Regions from separate parts of the Anas platyrhynchos genome. Here region 1 is linked to region 2. The links are chromatin contacts, called in public Hi-C maps. All regions are on one chromosome and are shown on one strand. Each heading gives the region's core, a stretch centred on a gene start, on an enhancer-like site or on the middle of the called end of the contact. The rest is flanking DNA. Distances are from core to core; before and after follow the strand shown.

Region 1 (6,977 bases), core at 4,293-6,792, 280 kb after region 2:
ATGGGATCAAAAAGATACTGAAGTTGCAAGTTAAAGAGAAACCTGTCAACACAATTGGAGGGAATACACCTTAGGTGTGAAAGAGTCCTCACAAAGTTCACTTTCAGAGTGGATGAACCCCTAAAAAAACCCACTGTAAAGCAGCTGCATCACAGCACTTGCACATAAACATGCGCCAGTTCCTTTTCTCACTCTACATACACACCATATTTTTGCCCATTTGCAGGCTTACCCTCTGTAGCATTACTGTTTTTCACAGCACAAAATAAAACTCCCTCAGACATGTTGCTATAATAGACCCATCTGCAACTCCCCTGTTCTTCATCTTTGCTAGATCTTCACAAGATCACCACCTTACACACAAAACGTGTCCGGTGTAACACTGGTGAGTCACTATAATGTCACAGCACACCCATGCTAAAACACCACAGAGCAAATGAGGCACATCTGCCTCATCTTCAGACCCAAATATCAGACTGAAGTCTCCAGGAACTGTTTTCCTTCTTCACAACATTGATTTTTATACGGCTTCATTATGTGTGACCATCCAAAGTTTAAATACATGCCTTGTATTAAAAAAGATCATGTCTGTAAATTTGGGATAGCTGTATTAACCTGTGGGGTTCTGCCATTTGTGTGCACAGTCCATTTCCAGCCACTGCAGCTACCAAATCCGATCTGAGTAAGAAGTGATTTTTCAACAATGCCATTTTAGCCATATTTGAAAAGTAAGAAAACACACTGTGGGCACTACCACTGTTCATGTGTTCCTTTGGGGACATCTTTATAAGCACCCATTATGGAGAAAAAACACATACACACACACACACTAAAAAACCCTTTAATTTCCATAATTATTTCTAATACCTTTTCCACGGAGAAAAATCTGCTGTATAAGGCTGTAGTTTCACATATGGCTTAGGTGTTTTAAGGCAGTGCTGCAATGAGAGGAAGCCATCCTGCCCTCTCCTGTCTCTCATTCTCATCCCCAGACTGCTGCCCACCCCATGCAGGAAGATGCCCGTATGGGCAGGAAGCGACATGGACAAAGGGCCTGATGCAGGTTAAAACCAGCCACGTGTGATCCGAATCCAGATCTCGGTCTGTATGGAAGGAGGATGGGATGATCCCAGATGTTTGATGGAGAACAGAAGTTCTGATTACACTTATGGGGGTTGCACTGGATGGTCTTTAAAGGTCCCTTCCAACCCGAACCATTCTGTGATTCTACGTTAGACTCTTTTCCATTGCTACGCTGAGGGAAAACACCATTAAATTACATCCTTGTTTCTGGTCCTGGTAGTTCTCCAAATCTGAAATCAGACAGTTGTGACTGAAGAACTGGCTGCAGCCCAAGTACACCTCAGCCTACCACGACTGCCTAGCAAGGTGAAGGCAGCTGTTACCTCACAAGTGGTCTGATTGTTTCATTGCTTTGAAATGGAATTGTCTGGAGGCCCTCACGGTTCTGAGTGCTGCAATTGCTCCCAGGGAGATGTAGAGGAGAAAGCCAAAGTGTTGGTAAACAGCCCGTGATATACCCAACGTGAGTCACAGCTGCAGCCTCCCTTTCCCCTCATCCTGCCAGATCCGTCTTTCACAGATTCTTTACTTTTTGTTGAAGAATCCCAGTCATGATTTACTAGCAATTTCCCAGGGAGCTTATTTCTTCATCAAAAATGACAGCAAGACTATCCTGTAGAGCAAAAACATTTTGTGGCAATATGTTTACATGAGTGCTTTTGTCTAAAAGGAAAGGATTATATGTATGTACTATTTACATAGATACACTTCCTCTAAAATACCATTTGCTATGCTTCAGCTGGTGACTAGTGCATGTGCATGTTCTGCAGCAGCAAGGCACCACATACAAACTTTTCAGAAATAGTCTTCACAAGGGTTTAACTATCCTACAGAAGTAGGAAGCAAAAAAAAAAAAAAAAAATCACATTAAAATTTGACAAAAACCTTGCAGCGTTTTGGAATTGCCTGACACATCCTCTGTTAAGACAACCATCTAGAGTAGCAATGGGTTGTATCTCATATAGATGCGTCTGGTTTTCTCTCTGAGTTCATTGAAAAAAAGTTGAGGATATCAAGAAACCGACTTCCAGTGAAGTTATTCTGCCACCTACTGTTGCTTTTATGGATATACGAGATATTTTAATGTAAATCTTCCCATTAGAAAAATCCAAAACAAACAAACAAACAAAAAAAACAGTTATTTCCTTACTGGGAAAAAAAAAAATATATCTAATTATTAACCATAAACTGTTAACATATTACAATCTTGTTCTGTTGTTGACTTGTCAGCTGTGCAAATCAGAAGCTGTTTATTGCCAAAGCCTAGGGGGTTGAGGACAAGGGAAAAGCTTGCTTGGTTTAAAAAACAACAACGACACAACAACAAAACAAACAAACAAAATCATAAATCACAGTATTCTCATTAATCTTCTAAAATTCACATATAGCAAACTGTCTAACAGCCTTTTAAGCTGAAAATTCTGACCCCAAACACTTCAGTATAACAGTATCAAAACAACAATCTAATTTAATATTTTTTTTAAGAGTCATATTGAAATTCACCAGTCTAAATTCACTGCCTGATCTAGGTAAATGGAAAATATAAGTGGTATTGGAAAGGTAAGCCCATCACGTCTTCGCTTTTAGCAGTAATGGAGCTGAAGTTTTATGAAGTTTGACCAAGTCCTTTCACTACAAGGCAGTGACAAGAAAGCAGAGGCTTTGCCAGCCTTGTCAGAGGAAGCACCGACTCCACAAAGTGAACACCAGTCTGCTCCACTTCTCCCCTGCCCTGCATGTTTCCTCATCTCACCAGGCCAAGAGAGCCATGGGTGGCCTCCATCCAAACAGCGGTGGAATAAATGAGCTTAGCTCACAGGACCTGAGGGGATCACAACACGAGACAGCACGGTTAACCACTCTTTATATTAAACAGACGTATTTGTTTGGCCTTCATTTGGAACACCACTGAAAGCTTGTTCCACCTTGCTGAGCCTGGCGGGGGCCCACCACCATCTACAATCAACATCCAGTTGCCCCCCCCATCCCTCTGATACCCTGCTGCCCCGTACACACTAGCCAGGCTGCCACCCAGCCCTTTTTGCAGAGCAGCACATGCACGGCAGCTTCACACTCTTTCAGATGAGGCCTCCCAGCAACTCCTTTTTTCTTGACAAGTGCACAGCTGGGCTATGAAGACGGGAGCTCTGCATCCCACCCCACAAGCAGCTCCTTGACTGAAGCAGCTGCAGGACCATCGCACCGGCTGCAGCGAGCTGCACGTCCCTGCCCAGCCTCCGGCACAGGGCACAGCAGGGAAGGATTTGTTGGCTGGGGAGCTCCTTCATATTTTTCTGACTGATTTCTTTAAATTGGTCTCGTTACTGAGCCCAGCGAGCAGACCTGCAATATTAATTACTGCTTTTTGTTTCAATATATTATTCTAATTTGCATACCACAGCAATGAGATTTTAATTAGATCTCAATGCTTTTATATGTACCTATCCACTTTTACCCCTATCTGCATCAAATAATTTCTACATGTTAAGTATTATTACCCCTATATTTTGAAGCAAAATAGCAACAGTCATTCAAAGAAAGGCAAAGAAAAACTGTGGCAGAGCTAGATCCCAGTACAGATATTGGCCACCTTCCCTTGCAATCAATACTAAATAAACCTGCAAAAAAGTGCATATATCCATAAAAATCAAATTTAGAAAAAGATGTTTTTAGTAGATCTGGTTTCAGAGAGTTGTGTTTTCTGTACCAAAAATGGAAGGTCATCCTGTACAAACTCAATATTTTTTCTGCTTCTGAATTTTGTTATCTTTTGCTGCGTATGTAAATGCAGTTGTTACATTAAGAATTTATGCAGATATTTTAGTTTTTACGGTAAGCTAATTTCCCTGTCTGTGTAATAGATGGAAGCCAACTAGCACTTCTTCCAGCCTGTATTGTTGCATTCTGATGTGCTGAGTTTTTTTTTTTTTCTCTCCACCCATAGGGTATTTTCCCATAGGAATTCCCATAAAGAATGTTTTTCCTTGCAGTGTCCTGGTCTCATAATTCTTGTCCCTTTCAATAAAGGGGATAATAAGGCACTTTTGCTCTGAAACTAGATCATCTATGAAGCAAAGTGCACTACCAAGGCCACACCCTAGCATTTGATAATTTGTTCTGTGACCTGTATTTGATCACATTTGGGACTTCGGTTTTTTGAAGGAAACACACCCAGATGGGGCATTAAATGAGAGGTCAAGCAGGTGATATCTCGGAGCTGTATCATTGCTGGACTGCCCCAGTGATTTACAATATTAACTATCTTGGATTTGATAGTGGCAAAAGTTACAAGACAGACTCCTTCCTATAAGGTAAGAACAAAGTCACCTTTGACACGGTACTCGTTTCAACTGTCTGTTAAGAGATCACCAGAAGCAAGAAAAAAGGAAATCCAAACCAACTGTCCATTTCATAGTCCAGTAAAATATTCTGTAACACACTAGGAAGAAAAATCGCCATTTCCCCACTTTCTTTATGATTTGGCCATACTGGAGCTACCACCTTCTAAGTCCAGAAAAAAAAACACTCTTCTCTTAAGATCTTTTATGTATATATATGAGAATGAATAAACTAAGAGATCTTCATGGAGATGGGAGTATCAGAAATGCTAACACACAGTGCATTTGAAAATATATAGAGAATATATATATATCAAATCTATTGCATAATTTTTCATATACTGATAAATTACATTCTGCTGTATCCTACCACATACTGTCAAGAAATTCATTCCCCCAGTGAATTGCATGCATCACTGTCACTAAGAATGTGTTTTTAAGTAGAATGTACAATACAATGCAGTAACTACGTGTATGAATGGGAATGCAAAAATCCTTCTGCCAAGTCAAATTTCACAAAAGAAAATGAAGGCATTCTTTTGGAACTTACCTGGAACACACAGATATTTAAAAAAAAAAAAAAAAAAAAAGAGAGAGAGGAAGAAAAAAAATGAGTGCTTTAGAGAGTATAAGATGTTGAAATCCTGGTTTTGCATCTCGTTGATATCACGTGCCCTTTCCAGCAGTAATCTTTTACCCTGGGAGACACTGACTCAGAGGGAAGCATGTCTATAACCAAACTGCCAACAACTGCTGCCGAAGCATGTGGTGTTACCCACACACACAACCATCGGATTAGGGGGGTTGCCGATCCATTTACTGACCAGCCTCAACCTTACTTACCTCGTGAATTGTGACAAAAATCACAGCCTGAGGTGATGTAGCTATGTAACTTGCGCATTATGCACCTTTCTTTAAGTGGAGTCATTAAAGTAAGAGTAAATGGAGTAACCTAATAATGAATACATCTTGCAGGGCCTGAAAAATGTGAAAACAAACAAACATTTCATAATACATATAAAAAGGCTTTTCAATTAACATCCTGTTTTGAATACATGGCTGATCCACAGCAGCCCCTGGCAACAGTCTGCCAACATCTCAGCACGGCATGCTTAGACACTCCTGGCAGTGCTTCCCTCCCTCTACACATCAACAACAAGCCTATTTATTATCCAGCCTGCCTGATCTACAGCCCAACGCAGCCAGAACCTGAAGCTATTTCCTTAAGATTGAATGAGTCAGGACATGAAAATGATTAATCAACATGAAGAGGTTTAAAGGCTGTGAGAAAACTGCTCTAAGTAAAACTGCTGTGAAGCAAGGGTTGCGTTTGGAAAGTTGGGGCTTTCCACAGGCCAACAGTACTAGGATGCTTTGTTATTTCTCTCTCAGTGTTGCGATGATAGCAATAGACAGACAGACAGAAGGACTATCGGTCTTTGATACTACATGCAGTCTGAGAGACCTACAGGTACAGTTTTATGACCTTTGGCAGGCAAACAGCCTTGCTGTGGTCCAGGCAGAAGGGAAACTGCATCAGCACCATGCCAGGACCAAGCTACCACACAGTGCCTCTGCTCAGGTTCAAAGTGGAAGCAAAGCAAACCCATGTCTACCTGAACTACTGACCTGGTGTGGAGGAAAACAGCATGTAATTACAATAAACGAGGAAGACTTTTTCTGCAGTAAAGAGGGGCCTTGCACCAGCCTCCATTGCCTAGCTTACAAGAAATAAAACAAAGGAAGCTGCTGCTACCTCACTCCCACACCTTCTGGAGGTGAAGTAAGGCCCAGCTTGGACAATAACAGAAAGCAAGGATGCTAGTTGCCATTCTAGTTGCTCATCCATGCAAATCATATAGCAGTAGGATACTAATTTTAAAGCATTAATGCTTTGAAAGAAGCCTGGCACTGAAGAGTTGGTAGATTTTAAAGTTTCTGTATCTTAAACAGCTACGATGCTGTGGAGCATTGTGTTATTTAAAGGGAAGAGAAAGAGGTGAACAAAGTCAACGGTTCTGAGGGCTGACATTCAGCTACTCACTCTACTGGGAAAACGTGGGTGAAACAAAGCAAAACACAGGCACAAGTAAATACAGCTGGAAAGTATTTGCTGTCCCTTAATTAAAAAAGAAAGGTCTCCTTTGCTACAGTAATATGTTTGCAGTAGTGAGAGTTCTTACTTAAAACCCCCTTCATTTATCTGTTGTGTATTTATCTATTTTGCAATACGCATTTGAATGTTGAAAACATTTACGTACGCATACACACACCTTATCCCATGGCAGTCTGTCTAGTTTTAAACAAAATGTATTGTTTCCAAATGCTGCTATTGCTATAGCTTTAAACAATGAGAGCTTCAGTACAGAGATTAATTATTGAAGGGACAGGGCAAAATAATCTTTTCCATGCTCCCTTATCACAGGGCTGCCAAACTACCTCTGGCTGAGTTCATTGTCCGCAAACATCATGTCTTCAAGTGCTGAGTAAACGACGGCGTTTGCAACTTTCACCAAGCTAGTAAGGTCCAAGATCTCCAACTCCCATCACATGAAT
Region 2 (6,568 bases), core at 2,947-5,446:
GAACAACCAAATCAGATCCAAACCCCACTACTAATTAGCAAAGAAGTCCTGTAATTGAGCTCATCCTGGACGGTCCTTAAGTCATTCACACGTGTAAAGTCGGGAGGATTAAGGGCTCATAATATTTGCCTGGCCCTGTTGCTACCAATTCCAGCAAAAATAATGGAGCTAGCTTCTTGGGTTTCACGCCACCACAAAACACACACATGCACACACTCCCTCTTTTACGGATGTTTACAAACGCGAGCAGCCAGGAATCTCGCTCGGGTTGCTTCCCACCACCCTAGCACACTTGCCTGTATCTCTGCGCGTCTGCTGTCCCACCAGGGAGCTGGTTGTGTCCCCTCTGCTTGGCAGCAGGAGGAGGCCACGCTGCCCCAGGTGCCGGCAGCCCTGGCAGAGGGCGTCCCTACACCCTGTGGTTTCCAGCTCCGGCCATTCACACCTCCCAGTGGCAACCCGGAGATGTTCCACAGGCGGAGCACAAGGCTAAAATAAAAGGAAGGATTAAAAAGTTAGGGGCAGGCGACAAAGGGCAGGCGCAGAATAGCCACGCTGACATCCGCCTACTCCACCTTAAGGGCCACAGCGTCTGGAAGGTGCCTGGAGTTGACACAGCCTGCGGGCAGCAGAAGAAAGGCACTGCTGCACCTCCACCTCCAGAGGCACGGCCAACAAAAATAGCACCTGACCCACAAGATACGAACAGCCACTGCACAAGGCTTCGGCTCCTCTTGCACCCCCAGCAGAAATAAGGGTGGGAGGTTTGTCCTGCCCCTAGCTGCCCCGCACTGGAGGAAGACACGTCTGTGGTATAAGATACACCCACATACCCCTGGCCCCCACAGCAGAGGGAAAACCCCTCACCCCTACAAAACTCCCTTTCTGTGCCATGGAAGCACTTCCCTTTCCTAGCTTGAGACCTTGGAAAGAGGCCAAGGTGGGAACAAACCAAACCAAGCCTTGTTTTCAACCATTCCGACTTTTCTGTACTTGTGCTGTTTTTCAGTAACCCCTGCTCGGCTCAGACCCCCATAATTCCTACTGGTGTGTGGCTCCAGGTGAAGGCATGTGGAGGCATCTCAAGGCAGCGATATTCTCCTGTAGCTACGGGAGCCGTACCATCACCAGACGGACCTGTGACAAAGCTGGCGCTTGCGTTCAGTTTATATGTGGTGCCCCATGTAACCTCTTATTACCCCAAGGGGGAGTTCAGCTGAGTGAAGAGCACAGCCACCCCGTGGGACTCTTCTCCAGCTTCTCGCAGAGGCCAGAACGGGAAGCTGAGCCCAGTGGCCCAGGCACGAGACAGCGCTGACCTCTACTTCCCAGCGTGGAGCTTCTCCTGCCCGGCCTGGACACCTCCACACTGTGCCGCGAGAGCCACGCGTGCGAGGCCCACCTCCAGCCAGCACAGGGTACGCAGCTCCACCTGCACGGTGGGAGCGTTGGCTGCCCCAGTGAGGCCTCCCGCTGATGTCCGCAGGCCCACGAAAAGCAGGAGATGACAGGAAAAGGTGTGTCTGGCTGCAGCAGCGCCATGAGCTGCTGGGAGGTAAAGTGGCTCAGTGTGCGGGAGCAAGGGTTCGGGTCAGCCCCTGCCAGCGCCTCAGGGGCTTCTGCGAGGCTCCTCACACAACCCATGCTCCAGAGGAGTCCATTAGGGTTTGATGGAGTACAGAGCGCAAGGACAGGCCAGGACTATGTAAAAATAACTGTACTGGGTCAGATCAAGAGTCTGTTTTAGCCTTCCTCTTACCGCCAAAATCAGTCAATACTCAGGGGAAAGTGCAGGGGGATGACAGAGCAGTACTTCACTGGGCATTGTCCAGCGACACACAGTTCAGGTCTGCCTTTGGCTTTAGTAAACCTCCAGGGACTTTTCCTCCATAAATTTGTCAAATTGCTTTTTTGACCCCGTTTATACTTTTGACCTCCACAGCATCATGTGCCAATGAGCCCACAGCTTCGTGCACGCGCGATTTGAAGAAGTACTTCTTTAAACCTCCCGGCTTGTCGTTTTCATTTGCAGTCCCCTAGTCTGTTCCCCATTTTCGGGCCGTTCTGGCGTATGCCAGCTCCAATTTTGGAAAGCAGTTTATAACTGCTCGGCTGGATGCGTGCATGGACCAGGACCCTTATCTGTGTCTATTCTGAGACAAGTTTAGCATCTGCCTGCACCAGAACTGGGGAGTGAGAATGCTACAGATGCTGCTCCTGTGCTGAAGAGGGACTTGGGTCGGGCTCAGAAGCCCTGGACATTTATTGCCGTTCCCTGGGCCCAGCAGTAGTGTCCCAGCTGGAACATGCCCCACACAGGGTGGCTAATGAGCATGGCATGCATTCATTCACTTTTTCAGTAACCTCCTTTAATAATTTACTTTCATTTATTCATTTACCTATCTTTATTCATTTCCATTTATCAAAGTTCTTGCAGGGCTCTGGCAGAAGGTGCAAGGCTCTGATTTTTCATTCCTCCAGTCGGTGTGAATTCATGCCCACACAAATTCCCACTTTGGCCTGGAGGGCTCTGACTTTTAGCCACGAGGTGGGGCGAGCAGCTAAATTCCTGCTCTGAGCATGTGCGCGCTGAATGCAAAGCAGACCACCACGGAGTCAGGTTTTGACAAGCTAAATCACTGGAAAAAATTCCTTCTCGGCTTCGGCGTTCGCTGCTCGATGCGTGGAAATGCGCGACCTCAAACCCCAAGTTTCCAAAACATACGCACGCGTGGGGCGAGCGAATATGCACATTTCAGCACAAGAGGGAGCAGGGAGGAAGCCGAGAAAAAGAAAAAAACAAAAACGGCTCAGAGCAACTCAGTAGTGAAATAGTTATCTCGGCCGGCTTTCTCGGTAACTCTTGGAAAGTCCCCGAAATGACGTTTCTAACCTAACAATTAAAATGGGTTTAATTATAGAGAGGCTCGGAGCCCTGGGAACAAGCACCATCTACAGAATCAGTAAACAACTGCAGAAAATAATAGACTGGTCTCTCCCCTGGTTACTCCTCGCTTCTGGCCAAGGCGAAAGAAAAGAAACTAGAAAGAGAAGGAAATTCGAGGAACCTGATTGCTCTCCCTAAGTAAATAATAAAAAAAAAAAAAAGGAAAGAAAGAAAGAAAGAAAGGACTCTGGCATAGCCAGAGCCCGTGGGCGTTCCTCTCCTTGGTTGTTTTGGCCGTTCTCGAAGAGCGAAGGAGGGGAAAAAGCTCAGCCGCCAGTTCAAAGTCCGGCTCCCGAGACTCTAAAGCAAACAGCGGAGGAAGCGGATGAGTTGCTTCAAGTCCTCAAGGCGCTGGCCGCTGGGTCCCTGCGGGGGCCGGGAGGGACCCACGGCAGGGGGACCCCGGCAAGGGGCCCCTCGCCCCCCCAGCCCCTCGGCCGCCTCGGAGGGCAGCCGCCGTGGCGCTGAGGCAGCCTGCTATCAGGAAGCCTTGAGACGTTTGGCTTTTTTTACACCGAAACTACCCCCGTCCTCCTCCCCCCCCCTCACCCCCCCGCCATATCAATATCGGTATGAATCACACTGTGCCGACTGAAATCTGGAACAGATTACTTGCTCAGAGACACAGTCTTTTTTTTTTTTCAGTTTTACAACTCAAAGAGGGGACTGGCAGGAGAGAGCATACGGGGAGAAGAGAGGCAGAGCGCACCGAGCACCCTTCTAAAACCGCCTTTTAGCAACTTCGGGAAGGCGGCTGCGAGCTCGCTCCCCGCGCAGAGCCCGGCACAAAGCGAGCCCGGGGCTGCCGGGGGCCCCCAGCTGCAGGGGCGGGCGCCGCGGGACTTGCGCGGCTTTTGCGCGGGGCCGCGCGTTGCACTTGCACGCGCACACACACACACACACACACACACACACACACACGCGGGCACGCGCACACACGCGCGCAGCAGCCGCGCACAGCCGCGTCCGGGGCGGGGAGGGGAGCGCTGCCCGCAGGGGCTGTTCTGGAAGGGACGCGCTCTTTTTTTTTTTTTCCTTTTCTTTTTTTTTTTTTTTTCCCCTCCCTTCCCCCTCCCATCTTCTTCACCCCCCCGCTCCCTCCCCCGAGAAGTTTTTTTTTTTTTTTTCTGGGCCTGCCCGCCCGGGTGATTCAGACGCGGTGTCAATCACCCTGCCCTCCTCCTCCTCCTCCCCTTCCTCCCGCCGCCGGCTCCTCCTCCCGGGGTAAGTCGGAAAACTTTATAAGTTGAGCTTTTTGCCCGAGCCCGCTGGAAGCGGCGAGCGGGCGCGGCGGGCTGGTGGCGGCAGCGGAGGCAGCGCTAGCAGCAGCGGGGGGAGGCAGCGCTGGAGGCTGCGAGCTGGAGGCTGCGCCTTACCCACACCGCGACTCCTTCCACTTGCCTGCCGCCGCCCCTGCCGCTTCCCCCCTCGCTCGCCGAAGATGTCCACAGCCCTGGTGTCGCCCACCATCTTCGACCTGAGCGAAGTTTTATGCAAGGTAAACGCGCCGGCTGGCCGCGCTCCGGGTTGGCGCCTGCAGGGGCTCTCTGCGCTTTTTTTTTTTTTTTTTTGCTTTACTTTTTATCCTTTTTTTTTTTTTTTTTTTTTTTTTTGCGTTTTCCTCCTTACTTTCCCCGGCCGGGCGGGGCTCAGCCCGGGCCCCTCTCCCTGCTCCCCGCTTCGGGGCCGGGCAGGGCAGGGCCGGGGCCGGGCGGGGGCCGAGCTGCTGCCGCCGCCCGCTGCAGCGTGCCCGGGCGGGGAGCAGCGAGCAGGGCTGGGAGCAGCCCGAGCCCTCGGCGCCTTCCCCCCGGGGGGCTCCTCCCGCAGCAGCCGCCCCCACGGTGGTCGTAGGGGCGGCTCGGGGTTTGCTTTGCTCTTAGCAGGCGGGCGGGACGTGCAGGGGGCTGTGCTGTGCTGTGCTGTGCCGTGCTGTGCCGCCGAGGCTGAGCCCTCCGAGGGCTCCCGGCGTCGCCTCCCGTCCGGGGAGAGTTGCGTTGAGGCGGTGGCAGTGACCGGTGCTTGCTTTCTGCCCGCAGAGCAACAAGATGCTGAATTACAGCCCCTCGGGTGTCAGCGGGTGCCTGCTGGACAGGAAGGCGGTGGGCACCCCGGCCGGCGGGGGTTTCCCTAGGAGGCACTCTGTCACCCTGCCCAACTCCAAGTTCCACCAGAACCAGCTCCTCAGCAGCCTGAAAGGGGAGCCCGCGCCCATGCTGGGCCCCCGGGAAAGCCGCTTTCGGGACCGCTCCTTCTCCGAGGGCGGCGAGCGCCTGCTGCAGCAGAAGCAGCCCGGGGGCCAGGTCAACTCCAGCCGCTACAAGACGGAGCTGTGCCGCCCCTTCGAGGAGAACGGCGCCTGCAAGTACGGCGACAAGTGCCAGTTCGCCCACGGCATCCACGAGCTGCGCAGCCTCACCCGCCACCCCAAGTACAAGACCGAGCTCTGCCGCACCTTCCACACCATCGGCTTCTGCCCCTACGGGCCGCGCTGCCACTTCATCCACAACGCCGAGGAGCGCCGTGCCGTGGCGGGCGGCCGGGAGCCCGCCGTCACTGACAGACCCCGCCTTCAGCACAGCTTCAGCTTCGCAGGCTTCCCCAGCACTGCTGCCAGCGGGCTGCTGGACAGCCCCACTTCCATCACCCCGCCGCCCATGCTGAGCGCCGACGACCTGCTGGGCTCCCCCACCCTGCCTGACTGCGCCAGCAACCCCTTCACCTTCTCCAGCCAGGAGCTGGTCAGTCTCTTCGCCCCCAGCATGGGGGTGCAGGTGCCCAGCGGGAGCTCCCCCACCACGTTCTTGTTCAGGCCCATGTCCGAGTCCCCCAACTTGTTTGACTCGCCGCCCAGTCCTCAGGACTCCCTCTCTGACCAGGAGGGCTATCTGAGCAGCTCCAGCAGCAGCCACAGCGGCTCAGATTCCCCTATCCTGGACACCTCAAGACGTCTTCCCATCTTCAGCAGACTCTCCATCTCCGACGACTAATCTGGGGTTTCCTCTTGCTCCCCCCCACCTCTATTACGATGTTAAGCTGAACTCCCCCGGCCCCGTAGTCGGAGCTGGATGTTAACGTGTCCACCTGCCTGTCGTAGACCCACTGGCTTAAACCTTAAGTGCCAAATTTACGATGAAAAGCAATAACGTTTACAAAAATTAGTGCCTTTTAATGCTTTCACTGTGACTGTATTACCTCTCCAGCTGCAGAGGGCACCAGCAGCTCTGTGCACTTCCAGATGTGCAGGAAATGTCCGGATCCAGCTCCCTCCACTGGCTGCATACTGCATCGCCCTCTCCCAGTCCCTTCCCGACTGGCCAGCTCCCGCTAGGCTGCAGGCACGTGGGCAGGCGTTAACATCCAGCGCGCTCTCCCCCCTTACAGACTCATCTTGCCTGGATCCACTCAGGTCTGCGGGAAGACAAGCTGAGAACGGACAAAGATTGTAACACGAGTGGGACTTCGACTGGGAGGAAAACGAGCAAATGAAAAAAAAAAAAAACAAAATGAAAAAAAAAAGAGATGGGACTATGAGAGACTCGATTTTGGTGCTAAAAGTTTCCCCGTGTATTCATGTGACATCTTAAAAACAAATAAAGAAATAGAGGGGGTGGGGCTGACGGA

What was found. Hi-C and Micro-C count contacts between places; a contact is called where the count stands out from the background.
Region 1: a Hi-C map of subcutaneous adipose tissue shows a contact between it and region 2, with 2.4 times the contacts expected there. The contact joins the enhancer-like site here to the promoter of ZFP36L1 in region 2. A contact is called at or near these places in 2 of 8 Hi-C or Micro-C datasets (small yellow follicle and subcutaneous adipose tissue).

Annotation. Positions count from the first base shown.
Region 1 is chr5:37,682,264-37,689,240 of IASCAAS_PekinDuck_T2T, forward strand. All of the region lies in intron 8 of RAD51B (RAD51 paralog B), which reads right to left. Among named protein-coding and RNA genes, the nearest start is that of TMEM229B, 190 kb to the right of the region's middle. Within about 2 kb of position 5,543, at least 2 of the 8 cell types and tissues checked have an H3K27ac peak or open chromatin away from gene starts, as enhancers often do. A contact at or near this core is called in subcutaneous adipose tissue, where this site is marked.
Region 2 is chr5:37,400,538-37,407,105 of IASCAAS_PekinDuck_T2T, forward strand. ZFP36L1 (ZFP36 ring finger protein like 1) reads left to right here and starts at 4,197. Exons shown (of 2, transcript XM_038179267.2): 1 at 4,197-4,445; 2 at 4,984-6,568. The coding sequence starts at 4,389. The coding sequence ends at 5,934. It overlaps LOC119717004 (a long non-coding RNA gene), which reads right to left and starts at 3,839. Exons shown (of 3, transcript XR_011809715.1): 1 at 1,046-3,839; 2 at 297-489.